Linked DNA regions of Sus scrofa: region 1 is linked to region 2. The links are chromatin contacts, called in public HiChIP or PLAC-seq maps. All regions are on one chromosome and are shown on one strand. The core of a region is the stretch at or near the end of the contact, and the rest is flanking DNA. Distances in the headings are between cores, read along the strand shown.

Region 1 (5,891 bases), core at 2,900-5,399, 94 kb before region 2:
TTGGTGCCCGGGCTCCTGAGCCCCTGTTCCCTCCCCAGGACGGGCCACCTGCAGTGCTGCTTTGGGAAGGAGGCGAGGGGCCAGCAGGTGGAGCCCGGTAGACACACGATGTGACAAGGTGACCCAGGGAGGTTAGTCTCAGCTCCGCCCGCCCCCGCTGAGCACGAGGCAGCCCCGAGGGCACCCGCTGGGCGCCCTCAGGGAGGGGGCTTTACCTTCAGTCCTCCACAGACCGGACACGCGGAAAAGAAGGCCGCAGTGGGCCCGGCGTGGGGGGCGCCCACTTCCCAGTGCTCGCTGGGGGCCGGGCTGGGCAGCGCAGCTTCGCCGACCAGGGTCTCTGTCGCCTGTCCCCGCCGTCTCTCGCCCAGCCAGCCGGAGAGACCCCCCGCCGACGGCTGGCCTCCCGAGTCCCCGGCGGCCCGGTCACTGCCGTCAGGGCCACCCTGCCCGGCCGGGGGCTGGTCCCTGGGGGCCTGGCGTAGGCTGCGGGGCGTGTCGTAGTGAGGCCGCAGGGCTGTGGGCACCTGGTACTCGGCCGCCCCGGGGGGGCAGGCGCACAGGCTGGGCTCAGGCGCCCCCGCCGGCAGGCTGAGCAGGGAGCCGAACTCCTCAGCGGTGCGCCACACGTCCAGGCTGCTGCCAGCGCAGGAGGAGAAGCTGCCCGAGTAGGAGGAGTGGCTGCCCGTGGCGATGCCGCTGTCCGACGAGCTCTGGCGGCCGACCTCCTGCAGCTGCCGCGGCCGCAGCGGCTTGGGGGGCGGCCTCGAGGCGCCCAGCGCGGCCTCCCCGGGGGCCTGGGCGGCCACCAGCCCCAGCCCCTCCTGCGACGTGCCGGCCAAGGATGAGGACTGCTCTGGCCACGGCGTGAGCCGGCTGCCTGCGCTGACATCCGAGTGGCTGGCCTCCGACGACGAGCTGGACCGGCTGCGGTCGTCCCCTAAGCAGAGAGCCGGGGGGGTCAGGTGGGCTCGGGGAGGGCTGGGGGGCCTCGCGGGAGCTGACATCTCGTCCCCACTCCCTGTGCCCCACCCTGCTGAGGGCCCGCACTCACTTGTCTCCAGCCACCATCCTGTGACGGCTCACCCACCCCTCCCCGGACCCCACACCCAGCATCACCAGTCCCCACTGTGCACCCATAGGTGGGACTGGCCACAATCAGAGGACAGAAGGCCCACAGAGACCTGGCTCTGGCCCAGGAGACCCCAGCGCCGGCCCTCCCATCCCCTCCCCCACCACAGCCTCGCATCCCCTCGAGGGGGCTGCCAGCCCTTTCCATCCGTCCATCCCCCAGTGAACTGCAGCAGCCGAGGGGCCTCTGCTCCCAGCAGCCAGCACCCTTGGGCCTTCTGTCTGGACGCAGATGTGGCAGCCACAGCCTCATGCGGCCACACCGCCAGTGGGTGGGCAAGAATTCCAACCCAGCACCACGCTTCTGGTTGATCCATTGAGGGAATGAATAAATGAACCAGAGCTTGGAGCTTGGCGTAAAGGGGCGGCCTCGGCCCCAGGGCTGCTGCCCCACCCTCACAGCCCAGGCCTGGCCCTACCTCCACTGCCCGGCCGGCCGGGGTGGGAGAGGAGGCTGAGCCGCTTCTCCAGCTGCAGGGTTTCCAGGGCCTCCTGGGCCACGCGCTCCTCCACGGTGGGCGCCCCGGGGCTTGGGTCTGTGGCAGAGGGAGCGTCAGAGAGGAGGCAGCCACTGCTCGGGACAGCACGGTGAGCCCAGCATTGTCAGGACCATGTGGACCCCGGTCCAGCCCCAACGCCAGGACAGAGCCCCTGGGAGCCCCAGCTGCCCCCCATGCCAGCACCCCAGCCCCTGGACACCACTCTTAGGGTGCCCAAGCCACCCGTCCCCCAGACACTACCCTGTGACCTGTGCCCAAGGACAGCACCCCAACCACCAGCCGTTGTCCCCTGCCCCAAAGTGGACGGTCCCTGCAGGACTCAGGACACCAGGCACACCCTCCTGCTGCAAGAGCGAGGCAAAGAGATGCTAGAGGTGGACAGACTCGCGGCTCCACCACATGCTCTCCGTAAACATCCATGTTTGCAGAACGCGGGTGCAGAGACCGTGCACCCCAGTGCTCGTGGGACCAAGATGGGCGTGCACAGGGCATGCTCGGGGCCAGGTGGACCCCAATCCCCCATCCCCTCCTGGCTCTGCCCAGTCAGGTGGGTCCTGCCTCTGGGCCTGGTGTCCACGTGGGTCTGGCCAAGCAGCGCTCAGACAGAGAAGACAGTCCAAAATCCTAGAGCGTTGAGGCTGCAGACCCAGTGGAGGCCACATCTAGGGTCCCCCGTGATCACGTGCTTTAATGTGAGCCCGACGAGACTCGGAGGGCAGAGCCCCGCCAGCCCCATCCACACCCACTGCCTTCTGATCCCCGCCAGCAGCACAGCAGCTGCGGCTGCAGTTCAGGAATGTGCCAGCAGAGGGCGCGGTCGCCCCATCCAGCCGACCCAGGGCAGGGAGGCTCTGGTCACAGGAGCTGCCTCCTTCCTCCCCAGCCCCGTCCCTGGGGGCTGCTGGGTGGGGCTGGGGGTGGTGAGGGGCAGAGGCTGGGAGAAGGGGGCCTGGCCCTCACCAGCCCCTGCTTCCCTCGGAGGTCCGCTTGCCCCCTGCACTCAGCTGGGGTGCCCACGCTAGGAGGCCACAGATGTGGGCTCACTGTCCACCTGCCGCGTGGTCTCCCAGCTGGTCAGGGAGACAAGCACGGCCTCCCCGGAGTGAGGGGAGTGTCAGCAGGACCGCCTGGGTCGGGGGAAGCGGTGATGACCAGGACTAGCCTTTGCAGTGGGCCCTGAGGGGAGGGCGGCCCTCAGTCAGCGAGAGGAAGTGCCCAGGGAGCCTCCGGGGCCCAGTCTGGCCCTGGCCACAGCCGGGAAGTGGGGAGACCTGCCCCGTTCAGTGCAGCCTTTGCACCCACCCCCCAAGCTGCTGAGACCTCACCTCACAAGGCGGCTTCCAGCCCAAACGCCAGCTCAGACGGCACCAGCCCTGACCCCAGCCCCCTTTCTCAGGGACCTCAGACAAGGCCCCCACCCAGGCCTGGGAGACGGCCAGCTCGGCAGGATCTCCAGGTCCCCGGCCTCTTGCTGGTCAGCCCGGAACAGCTGCAGCGTAACTGTTCCAACGAGAAGCCGAGCCCCAGGGCATCCCCGCTGCTCAGACCGCGTGGAGGGGGCGCAGTGCGGATGTGAGTGGCCGGCCCCCTGGAGCCCCGAGGGGATCCCAGGGCAGGAGGGAGGCAGCCCACCCCCCCCCACCCTGCTGAATGGGTCCCCGCACACACCTGGGAGAAGCGGCCGCAGCCCAAAGGGGCCCCTGGTCGGGGAGATGCCTCGGACGATGCAGTCGAACAGGAAGCTGATCTGCTCACCCTCGGCCGAGGACAGGAAGAAGACCCCAGCCCCTGCGGAGAGGCCAGACCGGGTCAGCCTGGCCAGAGCACAGGGGGCCTGCAGGGTGGGCTCAGGGCCACGGGCCGTGGACGGCCACAGAAGCCAGAGCAAACCCGCGAGTTGTCCCCACACCCGGGCAGTGTCCCCAGAGCACCTCCTGGCCCCTGTCCTGGTGGCTCAGGCCACACGGCGGCTCCCCAGGCCCAGGGGCAGCAGCCCGGCCAGTCCCGGCTACAGGGCAGCAACAGGGCAGCAGAGGAAGTCCTGCCTGCTGGCCCTGGTCAGCCGACTCTCTAGAGAGCTGGGGTGGCTTCTGGAGGACGGGGGTGCGGGGCAGAAGCCCAGAAACTTCACGCTCTTTTGAGGGGTGGGGGCAGAGGGCACAGCCTGGGGAACCACCGCCAGCGGCGCCTGCCCGCCTTCCTCGCAGCCTCTCCTCTCCTCCTGGGCGCGTTTCCGGGGTGTGGGGCTGGGGCCCGGGGCACAGCTAAGGCTGAGGTCCTGCGGTGAGGGGTGAGCTCCCACTCACAGAGGGAAGGCCTGGCTGATCCCAGCCCCGGGGGGCTCGGGCAGAGGGGGCGCCTGGGGCCGGCAGCTGCTGCAAGGGAGCCAGGGCAGAGCAGCCGTGGGGGCCTGCGCTGGGCCGGAGCCCCGCCAGCGTGAATGAAGTCCCCAGGCCGAGTGAATGGGGACAGCAGGTCACGTGGGCTGGACGCCCAGCGTGGTGTCACCGCACAGGAATCCCTCAGCGGCTCGCCCTCTGCCCTTTGCCCAAAGAAAGACAGACGCCCTCTGGGGGAAGGCACAGTGGGGGCAGGGCGGGGGGAGCTGCCTGCACCAAATCCCAGGGACTCGGGCCAGCCCCACACGTGGCGACACCACTGTGCCCGGGCCGGTCACCCAGGGCCCCAACCGGTGACATGCCTGCTTTCAAGATGAGGAAACAGGCCCAGAGAAGCCACGTCCCGACCTCTGACTGGAGCAGGGTGAGGCCCACCCTGGCGCCCACCCGGGGCACCCGCGAGGCCCTCTTGGCCAAGATGCGTCAGCCGAGAACTTGTGCCAGGACCTTGGCCGCCGGTGGGCGGGCGGGAAGGAGGCCCCGTCCTGGCTGCCCAGCTCCCCCAGGGCCAGGCCTCTAATCCCAGCTTACAGGCAGCTGGCAGAGGCCACGGCACAGTCAGTCCTCCAACTATAAAAAACCACGTTTCGGAGGGAGTGGAGCCGGCGGCATTCCACCGGGCGTCTGCCGAGCTGCGCTCCGGGGAGCTGGAGGCCTGGGAGGGAGCATGGCCACCGCCCCGCCGCGTCCCCGGCTCCAGGTGCTCCTGCAGGGACACACGTCTCAGGGGCCTGCCTGAGCCTGGAGACCGAGGGACAAGGGCTCCCAGATCCAGTGCGGACCTCACCCCGACTCAGGCCCTGCTCCGCCCTGCGGCCCCCTCCCGGCCCCCAGCTCCCGAAGCGTGCCCTGACACCTCTCCGCGGGAGTGGCCAACCCCAGCCCACGACACCCCCACCCCTTGGCCACCTGTAACGCCCCTTCTCCTCTCCTGACCCCCGATCCCTGGCTGTTCACCTGGTGATCACTTCAGGGGACCCCACCTCTGAGGCGCACTCTGTCCAAACGACACTGTCACTCAGAAAGTTGGCGCCATCAACTGAGCCCCGTGGGATATTATTTTGCAGCATTTCCTGATAGAGTAAAAGTATCTACTAATTAAAATACCAGTTTTCTCTGCCCTTATTTTGAGAGAAAGAAGAAAAGTTCGGGAGTTCCTGCTGTGGTTCAGTGGTTAAGAACCCAACAGAGTGTCCGTGAGGATGTGGGTTCCACCCCTGGCCTCGCTCAGAGGGTTAAGGAACTGGCACTGCCATGAGCTGTGGTGTAGATGGCAAATGTGGCTCGGATCCTGTGTTGCCGGGACTGTGGTATAGACCTGCAGTTGCGGTTCCGACGCAACCCCTATGCCGGGAACGTGCACATGCCACAGGTGCGGCCCTGAAAAAGACAAAAAGATGAATGAAGCCTGTTCCTTCGAAATGAGGTTTGAAATGTTCCCTGACCACTTCAGACCCACTAAGAAGACGAAATTAAACACAAACTAAAACAAAACAGAAAACAACCAGTGCCGGCGAGGATGCGGAGAAAGCCGCGTCCTCCTCGCTGCAAGGGGGACGCCAAGGGCGGCAGCTCCTCAAACGATTAGACAGAACGACCGTCTGACCCGGCAGTTCTGCTTCCGAGAGAAGGAAAAGGAAGGTCTCCAAGACGCGGTCGCAGAGCCACGTTCGGAGCAGCAGGTTTTCACAAGAACTGAAACGTGGACGCAAGATCCAAGCTCGGTCGGCGGATGGACAGATAAACACGCGGCCCCTCCACACAGCACCTGATTCAGCCGACAGGGGCCGTCCTGACACGGGCCGCGACGTGGGTGAGCTCTGGGGACGCGGTGCCAAGGGAGAGAAGCCGGTCACAGAAG
Region 2 (6,059 bases), core at 1,614-4,113:
CTCATCCTGGAGAGACGGCGGAGGGCCGGGCGCCCGGACGCAGCAGCCCCCGACGCGCGAGCTCAGCTCCCCTCCCGCCCGCCCCCGGCACCACGAGGGGGTCCTGGTGTGCCTTCCCCACTGCCCCACGCAGGGAGGGAGGGAAGCATCTTCCTGTCTGTGCTCTGCCTCCTGTCTTTCTTCCCTGGGACCTGCAGTGGGGTTGGGGGCGCCATCCCCCCCGCGGCGCCTGCAGCCTTGACCGCCCCCGCAGCCGCCCCCGGTCCTAACACCTCTCCGCTCAGCAACACCCAGAGAAGAGGATTTAGCACCTTCTTACGGTGCAAGCTTTCCTTCCCCATCCCACGAAGAGCCCAGCGCCAGAAGGGAAAAGCCCCTTGGCATCAGCAGCTCTTTCCTGGCACCCTTGCCGCCCGGAGCCCGGCCTGGGCAGAGAGGCCCACAGACCCTCACAGCCCACTCACGACCCACACGAAGACTGCCTGAGAGCCAGGCCCCGCCACCTGCCACCCTGGGGGTCTGTAGTCACGCCCAGGACACACAGGAGGGCCTGACGTGGTCCAGCCCAGGGAGAGCCGGGTCAGACACCGCAGGGCGCCAGGCAGGGGTCCACACAGAAAGCCTTCTCTTCCTGTGACAGCTGCCCTGGTCTCCTGGGTCCCCGGTCCCCCTCTCGCCAGCATCTCGGGCTGAACTGCTCCTCGTGAAGGGGTGGAAACACAGCAGGAGGGGGTGTTGCTGGGGCACAGGGGCCCATAAAGTTCAAAGTCACTTGTGCTGGATCTTGTTTTTAAGTGACAGGTTCACGCGGGCGGGACAGGCGGGGGTTCCTTGGCCCCCTCTGTGCTCCGTGACAGGTTCACGCGGGCGGGACAGGCGGGGGTTCCTTGGCCCCCTCTGTGCTCCGTAGCGGTTACAGGACGTGGCCCAGCGAAGGCTGCAGAGCCTTCTCTCCCGTGAAAGGAGGCGCCCACAGCAGGCTTCCCCAGCGCATCCGCACTGCGGGCCGGGGCGGGCTCGCCCTGGGCCCTTCCTCTCTGCCCTGGAGGCCTCAGCACACTCTGCCCCCTTTCCCACCTGTCAGACTGCAGGACTGCACCTGCCTGCTGCCCCCGGCTTAAACCATGGCCACACCGACCAGACCTTGTGAACACTTATTTGCTGGGTTGAGCGTCTGAGAAATTTCAAAAGGAATCCAAATTATATAGGCAAGTACAAAGGCAGATTTCTAGTGATCTTTTTTCATTCACTCAAAGAACAAAATTTTCTAAACCTTACCTTTATATGCTATGGCAACAGAAATGCTGCCTACACACAGGTACAAATGACTAATGGTGACCCGGTCCACGGGCACAACAGACCCGAAGTTCCCTTTTCCAGCAGCACACGAGGTAGAATCTACAGGAACAGTGACCGCTCCTGCCCGGCGACGGCCAGAGGCAGGCACGCAGCAAGCACGCTCGTAAACATCAAAGCCGGTCCCCACCCTCTCAAGGCAGCCTTGCTAGTTACAAGGGGTTTTCAAAATACATGCTAAATATTTTTAAAACCCATCAAAATCTGCCCTTGCTGCTGCAGCCTAATTCTTGACCTGTCTAGCAGACTCATTTCTCCTTTCCAGTTAAAAGGAATGACGCTGTCATTTTTCTAAACCCAACATCCAAACCAGTCACTTCGGAGTAAGGAGTTTCTCCTGCCCCTCCCTCTGGAAGATTCTCCTTCGATATCAGGAGAGCACATCAAGATGAAACACCTCGCAGAAAAGAATGAATTTAAATCGGTACCCAGCAATTAGTGACAATCTTCTATAAATAATTTTCCTTTATTTTTGCCTTGACATCCACACAGCACAGCCACGGGAGGAACATAAAAATTATTATTACTATTACTATTATTATTTAGGCAAGAAATAGATTTATTTAGATAGGACGCTTGGGAGAGGTGCAAGCAGCCAGGCAAGGAGGCTCTGCCCTGAGAATCGGGGGGGCTACAGTTTTATGATCCAAGGGGAGTGCAGAAATTATTCTTTTTATTTCATCTCAAACCTCTTTAAAAAGGTTTAAAGGTTTAAAATTATAGTAAGTTCAACCTTAGAAGCGCAGACACGGATCAATCACTAAATATGATTGCCAGTAGTTCCCTATGTGTGTATATGAAGCACCGACCCGTGACATTTAAAAATGCGAGACAGATGTAACCGAATCACTTGGCTCCACACCTGAGACTAACACAGCCTCGTAAACCAACTCTGCTTCAACTTTAAAAAGAGAAGAAGTTAGACATAGAACAGTAATTTAAAGAGTATGTTCGGCTTTAATGCAATTATCCAGTGGAAATTGAGTATCTCGACAAAATTAATTCACTTATCTTCACAGTCTGTTACAATTACCACGCAGGGACCAGAAAAGCATCGCTGTTTTCTGTACGGCTGACTGGAACACAGGCAGTGTCCCCCGAGAGGCTGGCCCGGACCCAGCACAGCCGGCCCCCCACCCGGCCAGGCTCTGGGTGGTGGGCTGTGGTTGCAGAACCGGGCTTTGACCTCCCCAAACTCACTCCGGGCTCCACGATGGAAACACAAGAAAGACATCTTCAGAGTTTACACTTACGAGCTACTAAACAGGCAGAAAAAAAGCAGTAGCCCAGAAGCCGGGTAGCCTTACAATAATTCTAAGAGTTACATGGCGTGAACTTACCTGCTGACTGTTTAAAATCTGAGTCTCCTCTGGCAGCGCTTTCTCCAGATTCATCTTAAGTCAGGAAAACTTGCGACACACACAGGCGCGCAGACCTAACACACACGGCGGAGCCCGCCGCACGCCTGCGCCCGCCAGAAAGTTTAAAGACCCTGCGGCTGGGCTTCCAGTCCGCTCCCCTCGTAACCCATGGCAACAGGACACTGCAGGAAGCGGCGCTCTGCCAGGGATTCAGACTCTATCTCGATTGTCTCATACAAAGAAAAAAAAGCCGTTTACACAAATCTCGCTGTGAGATCATTTTTAAAGTATTTCCTCTACGGAATCAGAAGAACCAAACTGGAGCTGAGAGGGGCGGTTTCTCAGCACGGCAGCTGCAGAGGATGTGCTGCGCGGCCGCGCTGCAGTTCCAAGCCTTAATTACAGCGGCTGACGGGTCTATTATAAGCCTCCGTGCGCACGCGTGTGCCGCCGGCCCTCGGAATCGGCCCTGTTCCTAAAACCCGTCTCGGGCACCCACCTCTGTTCCACCATCTGCTCTGCCTGCCTTCCAACACCCGACCCAACCTGCACGGGAGGGAGCCGCGCAGGTCCCGGTTTTAAAAAGGAAGCAGGAATGTGGAGGAAACTGCTTCCAGAAGTTAGGCATGACGGCTAAGCTAAACTACCTGGCTTTGGGGAGGTCTGGGGTACACTGCTCCCCCCAAGGGCCTTTGCCGCCAAGATGTCTCAGCAGCAGGTGCCAGGGGCTCCTCGGAAGGGCTCCAGGAACCCCTCGTTCCAGTGTGTTGGACGGACTGGGCCTCAGGAAGCACCCTGCCCACGGCTGCAGGCACCGTGCCCGGGGCCAGCTCGAGGGATGACAGCCCTGGTGTGGGGTCAGGCTGCCAGCCAGAAGGCAACAAGCCCGCCCCCCCTCTGCCTTCCATGGGAGAAACGCGCCCTCAGCCAGCATCGGCGTCCAGGGAACGGAATCTGCGACACGGCCACGGGCTGTGTTTACTGCAAAAACACACCACACTGCCCAGGGGGGACATTCACAGACGAGGGGGCCCCGGTTCAGCTTCCTGGGACAGCTGCCCTCAGGAGACCCGCACACAATGACCGCGTGGAGGCAGGGACAGCGAAGGAGCAGAGGCCACCACAGCCACCCTCGCGGCTGCCGCCACCACGACCACTGAGCCTGGCTCTGGGGGCTGGGATGGACCTTCCAGGAGGAGGAGACGGTGGCCTGGGCCTGGCCGGGGGGAGGATGGGAGGCTGCCCCTCCCTGGAAGGGAGGCTCCAGGACACAAGAAGCCACTCCTTCCAGCTCCTGGGGTCCCATGGTGCCCACCTGGTCTGGGCAGGGGAGGCGTGCTCAGAGCCTGTCCTTGGGCCTCGCCTTGACGGGGAGTAGGGGGCGCCCTTACAAAAGGACCTCTGGCAGAGGGACGTCACCTTCACCCCCTCCCCCAGCAGCCTTGAGGCTGGGAGGTACGTGCCGGAGGCCTGCAGGGCAGGGACAGGCCCGGCCAGGCCTGCGGGCGGACACGCTGGACACAAGGACCTCACTGTCCTCCCCAAGCTCACACTCCCCTGCCCAGCCTCACCTTGTGCGTGCACACACACACACACACACACACACACACACACACACACACACGTCTGGAAAGATAACCAGGGGGTTTTCACCGTGGTCAGCTGAGCCATGACTGGGACCCTGGCCGTTCTCACGGGCTCCCGCGGGGCCTGTACTGACTGACAGGGTTTGGCAGTGGCCTCCTCGCCAGAGCACAGAGCAGCATCCTAGCCCCAAAAGCCCACCCTGGGAACGACCCCCAGGGATCAGGCACAGAAAGGGACTGCAGGACGGGCCAGGCCCACAGACCAGCAGAGAACCTCCTGCTGGGACCTGGGAGAACCAGCGCCCAGGAGCTAAGCCGCCCAGGCCACCACTTAGGTGCCACTCTTGCCTTTATTTTGAGCGTTTCAGATAGAAATACCCGTGTCCCTGCAGAAGCAGCATAATTTCACCTTGCGTGCGTGTGTTATGCATTTAGCCCAAAAAGCAGCCCGGGCCCATCAGGATCCACGTGTGGCTGTCGCCTCTGGGTTCTTCTGTCTCTTTGGGGTTTGCTGTCTCCTCTTTGGCTGCCAGTCTGCCCACAGGGCAAGCAGAGGGTGGGGCAGGAATCCGACCACGACCCCTGTGCTGGCCGGCGCCCTAGGCTGCCAGGGCCGGGCTGCCTCCTGGGGGAGGAGAGGTTCCCACAGCTCCCGGAAGCCAGTGACCAGGACACTCTGAGCACCGGCCACGCCCACCATCGCCCTCCTCACTGGCTGGGGACCAGGCCCAGCGCTGCCCCAACAAACGTGGCAAGTGCTCATTTGGGCGGGAGAAGGAAAGGCTGGCGGCGGCCTGGGGTGTGGCGCTGCCAGGAGGCCAAGGGAGCGCCAGCTGGGGCCGAGCCCCCCTCAGTCTCCAGCCTCAGGCCCCCCCTTTCCCTGGGCTGATGTCAGCGACGCTACTGGCAACCCTGGCAAGAAAGCAGGGTCTGGAAAGCCGGGGGTTCTCAGGGCACACGGGGGCCAGTCCCGGGGCTGGAGGGAGCTTAGATGCTACGTCTCTTGGCGGGCACCTGCCCAGGAGTCTGTCCTGAGCCGGGAATGGGGAGGAGAGCCCTGTGGGTTCAGGGGATGTGGGTCCAGCCAGAAGGGCAGAGGAGAGGGAGGCGGAGGGTGTACCAGCGGGAACAGGGGAGCCGGGCAGGGCGGCCACCCGTGGGAGCTGTATCCCAGGGCTGGGGACCTAACAAAGAACTCCTCCTGAGTTCTGGGTCCCCTCACAGCCATCACCTGCCTCCCAGGTGCCTCTCACGCGTCACCATCCCCCGCCCCACACCAGTCCTGGAAAGGGTGAAATTCACCTTCACACCCCTGACCCACCAAGGCTTCACGAGTCTCTGCCCCACCCTGGGCACAGCCAGCCTGGAGGGGACAGACAAGCATTTCACAAAAGGCTCAAGTCACGGAAGGGGGTGAGCAAGGACAACCTCAGAGGCCGGCTCGCGTCAGCCCCTCGCCCAGACCACCTCACGGCCCATACGGTCCCCCTAACTGCCGCCTTCCTGTCCCAGCACCCCCGTGCTCACTCTCAGCTCAGCCAACAGAGGGACTCTTTCCAAAATTGCCTCCTGCCCGGCCCGGCCCTGGACCCGCCTCCCCCCCCCCCCACGTGCAGCACGTCCTTCCCCAGAGCAAGGGCTGGGGTCAGTGCACTGCTGTCCACAGGCCCAGAATAACAGCTGGCACATAGTAGTCTCAGCAAACATTCGCTGAATGAGGAGACACCAGGGGCCCTGAGAAACCCTAGCCTATGCC

What was found. HiChIP or PLAC-seq counts read pairs in DNA pulled down with a chosen protein or histone mark.
Region 1: an H3K27ac HiChIP or PLAC-seq map of skeletal muscle shows a contact between it and region 2, with 8 times the contacts expected there. The contact joins two enhancer-like sites. A contact is called at or near these places in 1 of 5 promoter capture datasets (liver), 17 of 47 Hi-C or Micro-C datasets (embryonic fibroblasts, epiblast stem cells, fetal heart ventricle and 10 more) and 2 of 2 datasets of contacts at active chromatin or transcription factors (alveolar macrophages and skeletal muscle).

The regions. Positions count from the first base shown.
Region 1 is chr8:2,105,674-2,111,564 of Sscrofa11.1, reverse strand. It overlaps DOK7 (protein Dok-7), which reads right to left. Exons shown (of 11, transcript XM_021100945.1): 5 at 3,300-3,419; 6 at 1,551-1,667; 7 at 216-940. Among named protein-coding and RNA genes, the nearest start is that of DOK7, 19 kb to the right of the region's middle. Within about 2 kb of position 4,149, at least 29 of the 83 cell types and tissues checked have an H3K27ac peak or open chromatin away from gene starts, as enhancers often do. A contact at or near this core is called in omental adipose tissue and skeletal muscle, where this site is marked.
Region 2 is chr8:2,010,700-2,016,758 of Sscrofa11.1, reverse strand. The region is part of intron 3 of RGS12 (regulator of G-protein signaling 12); the gene reads right to left. Among named protein-coding and RNA genes, the nearest start is that of RGS12, 42 kb to the right of the region's middle. Within about 2 kb of position 2,863, at least 28 of the 83 cell types and tissues checked have an H3K27ac peak or open chromatin away from gene starts, as enhancers often do. A contact at or near this core is called in omental adipose tissue and skeletal muscle, where this site is marked.